3 separate regions of the Mus musculus genome follow, and regions 1 and 2 are each linked to region 3. A link is a contact called in public Hi-C data. All regions are on one chromosome and are shown on one strand. The core of a region is the stretch at or near the end of the contact, and the rest is flanking DNA. Distances in the headings are between cores, read along the strand shown. Region 1 overlaps Gm29928 (a long non-coding RNA gene). Region 2 holds the start of Gng12 (guanine nucleotide binding protein (G protein), gamma 12). Region 3 overlaps Gng12 (guanine nucleotide binding protein (G protein), gamma 12).

Evidence for each region. A called contact is a pair of places that touch in the nucleus more often than the background predicts.
Region 1: a Hi-C map of uterus shows a contact between it and region 3, with 1.8 times the contacts expected there. The contact joins two enhancer-like sites. A contact is called at or near these places in 7 of 39 promoter capture datasets (the C10 cell line, embryonic stem cells, frontonasal cranial neural crest and 3 more), 3 of 484 Hi-C or Micro-C datasets (embryonic stem cells, liver and uterus) and 5 of 115 datasets of contacts at active chromatin or transcription factors (bone marrow-derived macrophages and embryonic stem cells).
Region 2: a contact with region 3 is called in a Hi-C map of liver, with 1.8 times the contacts expected there. The contact joins the promoter of Gng12 here to the enhancer-like site in region 3. A contact is called at or near these places in 6 of 39 promoter capture datasets (the HPC-7 cell line, cranial neural crest, embryonic stem cells and 2 more), 4 of 484 Hi-C or Micro-C datasets (the MC38 cell line, liver and neutrophils) and 4 of 115 datasets of contacts at active chromatin or transcription factors (bone marrow-derived macrophages, embryonic stem cells and extraembryonic endoderm stem cells).

Annotation. Positions count from the first base shown.
Region 1 is chr6:67,101,353-67,104,052 of GRCm38.p6, forward strand. Gm29928 (a long non-coding RNA gene) reads left to right here. Exons shown (of 2, transcript XR_377747.2): 2 at 1-1,910. Among named protein-coding and RNA genes, the nearest start is that of Gm29928, 11 kb to the left of the region's middle. Within about 2 kb of position 1,354, at least 213 of the 459 cell types and tissues checked have an H3K27ac peak or open chromatin away from gene starts, as enhancers often do. A contact at or near this core is called in liver and uterus, where this site is marked.
Region 2 is chr6:66,895,072-66,897,771 of GRCm38.p6, forward strand. Gng12 (guanine nucleotide binding protein (G protein), gamma 12) reads left to right here and starts at 1,326. Exons shown (of 5, transcript NM_025278.5): 1 at 1,326-1,456. It overlaps 4930597O21Rik (a long non-coding RNA gene), which reads right to left. Exons shown (of 3, transcript XR_003956381.1): 2 at 974-1,946; 3 at 1-89.
Region 3 is chr6:67,013,185-67,015,884 of GRCm38.p6, forward strand. Gng12 (guanine nucleotide binding protein (G protein), gamma 12) reads left to right here. Exons shown (of 5, transcript NM_025278.5): 4 at 2,541-2,659. The coding sequence starts at 2,567. Among named protein-coding and RNA genes, the nearest start is that of Gm36816, 5.5 kb to the left of the region's middle. Within about 2 kb of position 1,272, at least 69 of the 459 cell types and tissues checked have an H3K27ac peak or open chromatin away from gene starts, as enhancers often do. A contact at or near this core is called in extraembryonic endoderm stem cells, liver and uterus, where this site is marked.

The DNA.
Region 1 (2,700 bases), core at 104-2,603, 88 kb after region 3:
CTCAAGGAGTGTTCTGCCAAGAAACACAAACGGTATATAAGAAAATACCTATCCTTTGGGCTGTTTGGGTGCCACCTCCTCCAGGAAGCTTTCCAGATCATCTATCAACCAGACTGGAGTATATGGCCTTCTTTAATTCTTAAACCACTAGTACTTACCATTATTAAAAAGTGGAACTCTGCCCTGTAAAAAGCTGATGTACTCTTTTGAGTGCCACCTCCCCTTTGTAGAGAGACATAATCACATGGATCCCCAGGAACTACCATATTATCTGGTACAAAGAGAAAAGTCAGTGGATATTGTTCAATGAATGAATGGATGGATAATGCAATAAATAAGAACCAGTGGAGACACACCAAAGCCATGGTGTGGAGACTCAGGCGAAGGTACTGCTGATTCTGCTGCTGAGGTGAGGGACAGTATGAGAGACTCTGGGATCTATCTTGAGAGATTGAGTTAGAAGACTATAGCTGTAACTTTGTGTTAGGGGACATGGCCAGTCTGTGTAACTTCCTGGGTTTCACTCAGCAAACCACCAAAATAAAATAAGCAAAAGACAAGTTGGCATTTCCCTCAAGACTACTGCATAGAAGACTATTCCAAGGTGAAGGGACAGCATGAGCCAAACCACAGAGGTGCGAAAGCATGTGGGTCACTGCCAGAGACAGCACTGCAGATAGCAGCACTAAAAACACTGGAGACAACAGCACTGAAGACAGCAACTCCGCACAGTAGACAACAGCACTGTAGATGACAGCGCTGTAGACTACAGTGCTATAGAGGACAATACTACACACACTGCAGACACTGCAGAAGACATCACTGCAGACACTGCAGAAACTGCAGAAGACAGTAGTACTGCAGACACTGCAGATGAGACAGCACTGTAGAGGACAGCACTACAGAAGACACCACTGCAGACACCGCAGAGGACAGCCTGGCAAGACTCCAGAGCAGTTCTTAGTGGGAGGAAGTGGGACAGGTGGGGCTGGAAAGATCTCAAACAAGTTTCAAAAGACTTGGAACTGACACCGAGGAGTCTGAAGTAAGTCACTGAAGTCTGTAAGCTAACTAATAACATAACTAGATGGCTAAACAGGAGAAGAGGATTTGTTTCCTTTTCAGTAACTAAAAAGCCCAATTTCCTCTATTTTTATATCTCTTGTCCCTTCGTGAAAATGGACAAACAAAATCCAGCTGCAGTGCTCCTCCTTGCAAAACAAATTCGGGTTTCTCCTCTTGCTTTCTGGCAGCCGGCTCAGAAGTGAAGGCATCCGCCGTGCAGCTGGGAAAACAGGAGCTTGTTTGGCTCTGAGCAATGCGGGGAGTGCTGGTCTGGGCAGTGAGTCAGCTCCTTCCTGAAAGTCTAGGTCAAGGGAGTCCATACCACAATCTTGTTTACTGGCTTTTGCTTCCACTGTCCGAGCATTGATTCTGATTACTGCAAAGGTGTATTCGGTCACTCTTGGCTTAAAAGCCTGTAATTCCGTTGACAAGAAGATGTGATCAGAACAACAGTGACCCCATTTTAATCCTCCAGTTCATTGGAGAGAGCTGGATGAAGAGTGGAGCGTTGTTTTCTGGTGGCTTTTGTTCCTGCCTGACCACAGTCATGTGTGGGAATGACTCTGCAGAGCTGTTTGCTGGCCTGGCAGATTTGGAGGGGAGCCGATGAGTGACCTGTCTGAATCAACTCCTCCAGCCCAGACACGTGGGGCTACAGCTAATCAATCAAGTCTGCTGAGGGCTGCTCCCTGCCAACCTCTGAGGACAACAGGATGCCAGGGTGAATAAGACAGTCTACCAGAGTCTAGGAACCGGGATAAAAACTCAGGCAATGGAGACTTCAGCTCTTAACTATTATTGTTGTTGTTGTTATTATTATAAAGGAATACAAATTTTAATTGTTATTTTATTTATTTACACTTCAAATGTTATTCCCCTTCCCAGTTTCCCCTCTGCAAACCCTCTATCCCATCTCCCCCCTCACCCCCGCTTCTATGAGGGTGCTCCCCCACCCACCCACCCTCTCCTGCCTTACCACCCTAGCATTCCCCTACGCTGGGGGCATCAAGCCTTCACAGCACCAAAGGGCCTCCCCTCCCATGAATGCTAGTTAAGGCCATTCTCTGCTACATATGCAGCTGGAGCCATGGGTCCCTCCATGTGTATTCTTTGGTTGGTGGTTTAGTACCTGGGAGCTTTGTGGGGTCTGGTTGGTTGATACTGTTGTTCTTCCTATGGGGTTGCAAACTCCTTCAGGTCCTTCAGTCCTTTACATCTCACAAATTGACTAGCATGGTGTACATACCAAATGCCTTAAATGAATAGGTATAATTCAAGTTTGCACAGGTACCTCCAAGCACCTGTTATTAGCCAGTGTCTACTAGGTACTTGAGCAGGATGCCACCCATACTCTCAAACTGTTCACAGCCTTGAGGAGAACCACTGTTCTGCCAATGCTGATGGGAACATCCAGGGAGCCCTGGGGTCTCCACTGAATTCCTTAACATCTGGATCCTCCTCTGGAACCCTTAGGTCTCAATACTAAATGCTAAAACAGCTGGCATCAGAAAAGGGGGATGATGCAGAGAGAGGGGGAGGGAGAGGGGGGAGGGAGAGGGGGAGGGAGAGGGGGGAGGGAGAGGGGGAGGGAGAGGGGGAGGGAGAGGGGGGAGGGAGAGGGGGAGGGAGAGGGGG
Region 2 (2,700 bases), core at 76-2,575, 120 kb before region 3:
CCATAATAGTCCATTCTTGTGTCTGGCCATTCTGTTTAGGGTGCATCTTCAAACTGTCACGATCTGAATCAGCCAAGTGTTTCCTAACACTGTAGAAAGTAGGAAATAAAAGGCAGGCTGTGGTTTGTACCTCAACAAGAACATCCTCTGGAGGCTGCTCAGACCACACTGGCCAAGCAAGGCATTCTTGAGTAAGAGTGCAAACAGGAGTGAATTTAAAGCCTTCAGTGGGATTCAGTACCTAGATCCCAGCATCCCCAAGACCCACTCAACAGTGCATCCTCATCCAATGCTAGTACTTATTTATTTCTGTTTGATCTTTTAAATAATATATTTTATTTATTCTTTGACAATTTCATACAGGTATCCTGATCACACCCAACTTCCCCTCCTACTCTGCCACCCCCAACCCCCAACATGTTTCCCTCCCACCGTCCTTCCTTCCCCTTCCTTCCTTCCTTCCTTCCTTCCTTCCTTCCTTCCTTCCTTCCTTCCTTCCTTCCTTCCTTCCTTCCCTCCCTCCCTCCCTCCCTCCCTCCCTCCCTCCCTCCCTCCCTCCCTCCCTTCCTTGGCACTGAGTCCAATTACTGACCCCTGCTCTCACCCAATAGTAGCATCATTTTAAAAAGAGATCACGATGATTATTAGTGACTCACACCTTGGAGTACTCTAGCCAACTGCTGAGTGTTACCATTTCTGTACATCCATCTCTACAGGACTTAAGCAAGTCCCCCTCAGGTTGATGGTATCTCCTATCACATTTAGCATAATGCTTGACCCCACACAACAGGTGCTTCGTTTTGTTGAATGGCTGTAAGCAGCTTTTGTGGAAGCAAAACTAGCCCTTCAACCTGCCAAACTCTAAATGCTTACAAAACAAAACAAAACAAAACAAAACAAAAAAACAACCTGTCCAATTAATTTATTATGCAGTACTCTGTCCGGTCTGGGACATTCAATAATCTGGCTTTACCTCCATTTCTGGGAAACAACCTCCCTGTTGCCCCAGAGTCCTTTAAATATGACGGTGGCCGTTTCCTCAGACCTTTCTGGATCAGAGCCCCACTTTTGTGTGGGGTTTGGCAGAGCTCATCTTCGCAGCCTGGGGACTGCGGTGTGTGGTCCTGGTGGTGATGTATGGTGGTGGCCTCGCGTGGTTGCCCGGGCCCACCGCACCGCAGCGAGCTGCACCAACCCAGCCGCGGGCACGCGTGTCCTGACCCCCGACGGCCGCAGTTGGGCGCGGCGACCACGTCCCATGCCCGTGGGCCAGAGCGGAGGGGGTGGCGGCGACAGCCCCGCCCACCGGGCCGTGCGCCCCGCCCACGCGCGAGGGGAGGAGCTGGAGCGGAGTAGGGAGGAGAGGTCGGGCGGTCCCGGGAGCGCGGAGAGCCGGACTCCCAGGCGGCGGCAGCAGCGGCGGCGGCGGCGACGACGGCGAAGAGTGAGTGCCAAGGTAGCGCCGGGACCGGACGGGGCGGGGCGGTCGCCGCTACTTCGGGGCCGCCTGTGGGTCCCGCGGGCTGGCAGCGGGCTGGAGCTAGGGAGCGGAGGAAGGAAGCGCGTGCTGCGGGCGCTCTGGGCCGCGGAAGGGGAGTGGGAGCGAGGCCAGCCGGGGCCCACAGACGCGAGAGCCCGCTGGGGCGCGAGTGGCCCCTGAGGCTGGGTCTCCGTAGCTGCCTCGCTCGGCCTCGCCCCGCCGGAGGAAGGCCCGGGAAAAGCCGCCAGGTCGCGGTGGTGCGGGAGGAGCCGGTCGGAGCCGCCACGCACGCCCCTCCTCCGATCTCTAGACGCGCGTGGGTTGGCAGCCTCGGTACTGGGTCTTCACAGGGGGGTGGCGGCGGGTAAGGAGCTGATCGTGGAGAGAATTCGGGTGACACTTCACGAGGGACCCTGCGGCGGTGACTGGAACAGGAAGGTCGGAGTTCAAACTTGAGCCTTGTGTGCTTTTTTTATATTTTTTTTTAAATGTAGCGCCTGAAGCTTAGCCCGTGGGTTTAAAAAACTCCTCTTTATTTTAGTTAGGGCCTGTCAATTAAACTTCATTTTAAGACGCCATTGCTAGTGTCTCCTGACACTCGTTTATCCTTTTAAGTCTGTGGATGCCTTGTAAACTTGACTTAACTTTCACAAAGGGAGCCGTGATTCTTGTTAAACTTTAAGCAACTGGAAATCAGCTGGAAGGATCTGCCGAGGCCTGTGGTCTCGTGGTCCTCCTGTGCGGGCGTGGCTGTGCACAAACAAGTGGGTAGGAAAGGACGCAGCCCCACGCTTGAGCTGGAGGGGAGATCTGTGCCCATGTGCCAGGGCACGTTTAAACGCAGCTCCAAGTGGAAACACTGGGGATGTCTTAGGCCTTGTTGGACGGACTTCACATGATTCGTCTCATTCCGGTCAGTTATTTCCTCTCCCCACTGCTCTTTAGACACTGTTTATATTTCCTGGGGCGATCGTAGCGTCTCCTGAATAGATTGTCTATAATGAATCTTTTGGATGTTGTCAGAGCCAGGCTCTGTGTCTGTGTGTTCTCAATGTTTAAAGCAATAGCTTGGCTGTGTTTTGAGAGTGCTGGTCACCCTGCTGCACCATTGCTTGGCACTTCAAACCATGGATGTAAATTACCTCCGGATTCCAGCCCTTCCCCAGGGAAGCTGGGAAAGCAGTCACTGGAGAACAGTAAGGTTAAATTTACTATGATCA
Region 3 (2,700 bases), core at 22-2,521:
GTATGGACCTCTTAGCGCCTGGGAACCTGCACGATCTCCCCGTGGCAGGGAGTGAGGGGCTAGGAGTCTGACCAAGTCCAGCTAAGGAGCAGTAGAGGCCTGAACGGACAGGAATGAATTGTGGATTGCTGTTTTTATCGCTTTCATTTTCTTTTGTCTTGACTTACAAGCTAACTGGTTTAAATATTAATTGTAAGACAGTCGGGGAAGGGAAAAAGTCGCTGTCCCATCCCCACCCCACCCCACCCCACCCCACCCCCACCCCACTGTGTAGTTCTGTGTAGCTATCTTCACTGAAAGAGGGAACTTCACTTCCCAAGCTTTTATAAATAGACCTGGACTGTGGATTGTTTGCTGATGGCACACAGGTAAGAGCAATGAGCGGTGTCCGTGTGTGACCTCTACTGCAGTTACATGAAAATTTGCCCTGGCCTTAGAAACTGTACCTGAAGGTTGAGAAAAAGAGAATGCTTGGCATGATTCCCATGGGAAGGGAACATAGTGAAACCCTGAAGGTGAAGCCTACAAACCACAGCCATGCAGAAAGAGAGTCAGGGTCACATTCAACCAACCTCCAACTGGAAAGAGAGTCCAGGCTCCCAGGCTGCAGGGACAGATGTCAGGGCCCTGCACTCTGTGCAAGGTGAGGCTGCCCATGCCTTGCCGGCACTTCAGACCATGATTAATAGACCCTGGCCTGCATGCATATTAAGGGATGTGGGCCAAGTCTGTGATGGGAGGCACCTTCCTGCTCCCCTGGAGACCCTAAGCCTCTCTCTTGGGTGGGGCTGCATGTCTGGAAGCTGAGGAAGAGTCTGTTAGTCTGTGTGTTGAATTAAGGTCACTTAAGGCCTCAAGACCAGGCAAGGCCACCCTGCCCTGCCATACACTTCCTTGTTTGTACCTCTGTCCTACTGGGGCCTCCCTATTCCCCTAATCTCCTAGTGACTGTCACCACACCTTTGGCTCTGTCCTGATACTGATGTGGCAAAATTGCCTAATGACTTGTTGGAAAGGGCCCTGCCTCGACCAAATTAATCAGAAGCCCTGAGGTTCACTGAGCAGGTAGGGGAAGAGGGAGGAGATTCCAGTCCTGCCCACAGCTGCAGTCTGTAGACCACCATTGTCCTGGACCCCATACTAGATCTGCATAAGCTGTGGAGGTGGCTAATGGTGCCCTTCTCTTACCAACGAGAAGATAAACAGTCAAAGTGAAACAACCTGCCCACTCTCAACCTCCTGATTAGTTGCAGGGAAGCAGCCAAGCCTGGTACCTGGAAGCCCGACGCGACGCCAAGCCAAGGCCTAGTCCAAAGTCCTGCACACCGATCGAAGGGATATCATTGGCTCTGGTTTTTGAATGTGTTTTGGTTTCATATAAATGTGTAAAAATGAACACCAAAGGGTTCAGCCCTCTGAGATCATTGACTCAGCCCTTGGAGACATCTGTGTCTCCAGTCACTCACTCGGTCTATATTACTGGGTTTTTCTACCTTGTCTAGTCTAAGTCTTGTGCAGCAGCAAGCCCTCCCAAAGAATGAGTCAGCCTGGGTTTGCTACTGGCGCCATGGTGCCCTAGACTGCTGAGTCCTCACATAGTGCCAGGGAGGCACACCTACTGCCCACCTGCTCCCATGAGTCATGAAACTGCCACCTTCCTGCCAGCTCAGCCTTTTTCTCCAGTTGCCACCACTCTAGGCATGAATGTAACCATATATGGAAGGGGCACCAGGCAGCACTTGCCCTGGACCTGCCCTCCTCTTGAAATGGTGCCCTTGGCTAAGCAGACAGGTCAAAGCTCAAGGGCCAGGCTCTTTCCACTGCTTTGCATCATCTGGTTGTACAGACAAGGCAACAGGGTGGAGTAGAATCCAAAGGCTCAGGCCAGAGAGGAGGGTCAACCCTCTAACATTAGAGGGCAGGTTGAGCAAGGGTCTTGGCCATTGGGATAAAGCAGGAAGGAATGATAACATTTCAGGCTATTATACATTTGGCATTTACTGTAGATCTATCATGGAGAGTCCTTCAGCTGGAAGTTCCCCCTAACTCCCTTTTAAATAAGGACTTTACCTACCAATAGTCTTAAACTTACTGCGCATCTGATGTCCCCTAACAGTTGCCCTGTGTGTAGAGTGCTTTAGGAGAGGACTTTCTCATCATTTCCTGCGACTTGAAGTTTTCATCAGACCAATAGAAATGAAGCCTTCTCTTATGGGTTGTGGTGATGGTAGCATGCTCTGCTGCCGGACACTTATGTTTGCTGTAGGTCCTTTAACTACTTCATTGTTTCTTAGGAAGTTCTTTAAAGGACACTTCTGTAGTATGTCAGCGCACACAGAGTAAACTGATTCGTGCTAAATTTCTGCAGAAAGGTTTTGTAGATACTCTGGCACATCTAGATCGTCACCAAAATTACTGCAGGGCATTTCTGGCTGGGATATTTGGGGATATGCAGCCAGTCTCCTTCAAGTAACCCATTTTAATAAAGGTTCAAATAACCCAAAGGAAATGCTGTTCACCTTCTTAAAACTTCTCTTCAGATTTTCAGAAAGAAGACTCATCAAAGATGTCCAGCAAGACGGCAAGCACCAACAGCATAGCCCAAGCCAGGAGAACTGTGCAGCAGCTGAGATTGGAAGCCTCCATCGAAAGAATAAAGGCAAGTGTGAGGGACCCGGTGGCGTGTTCTGGGTAATTCCC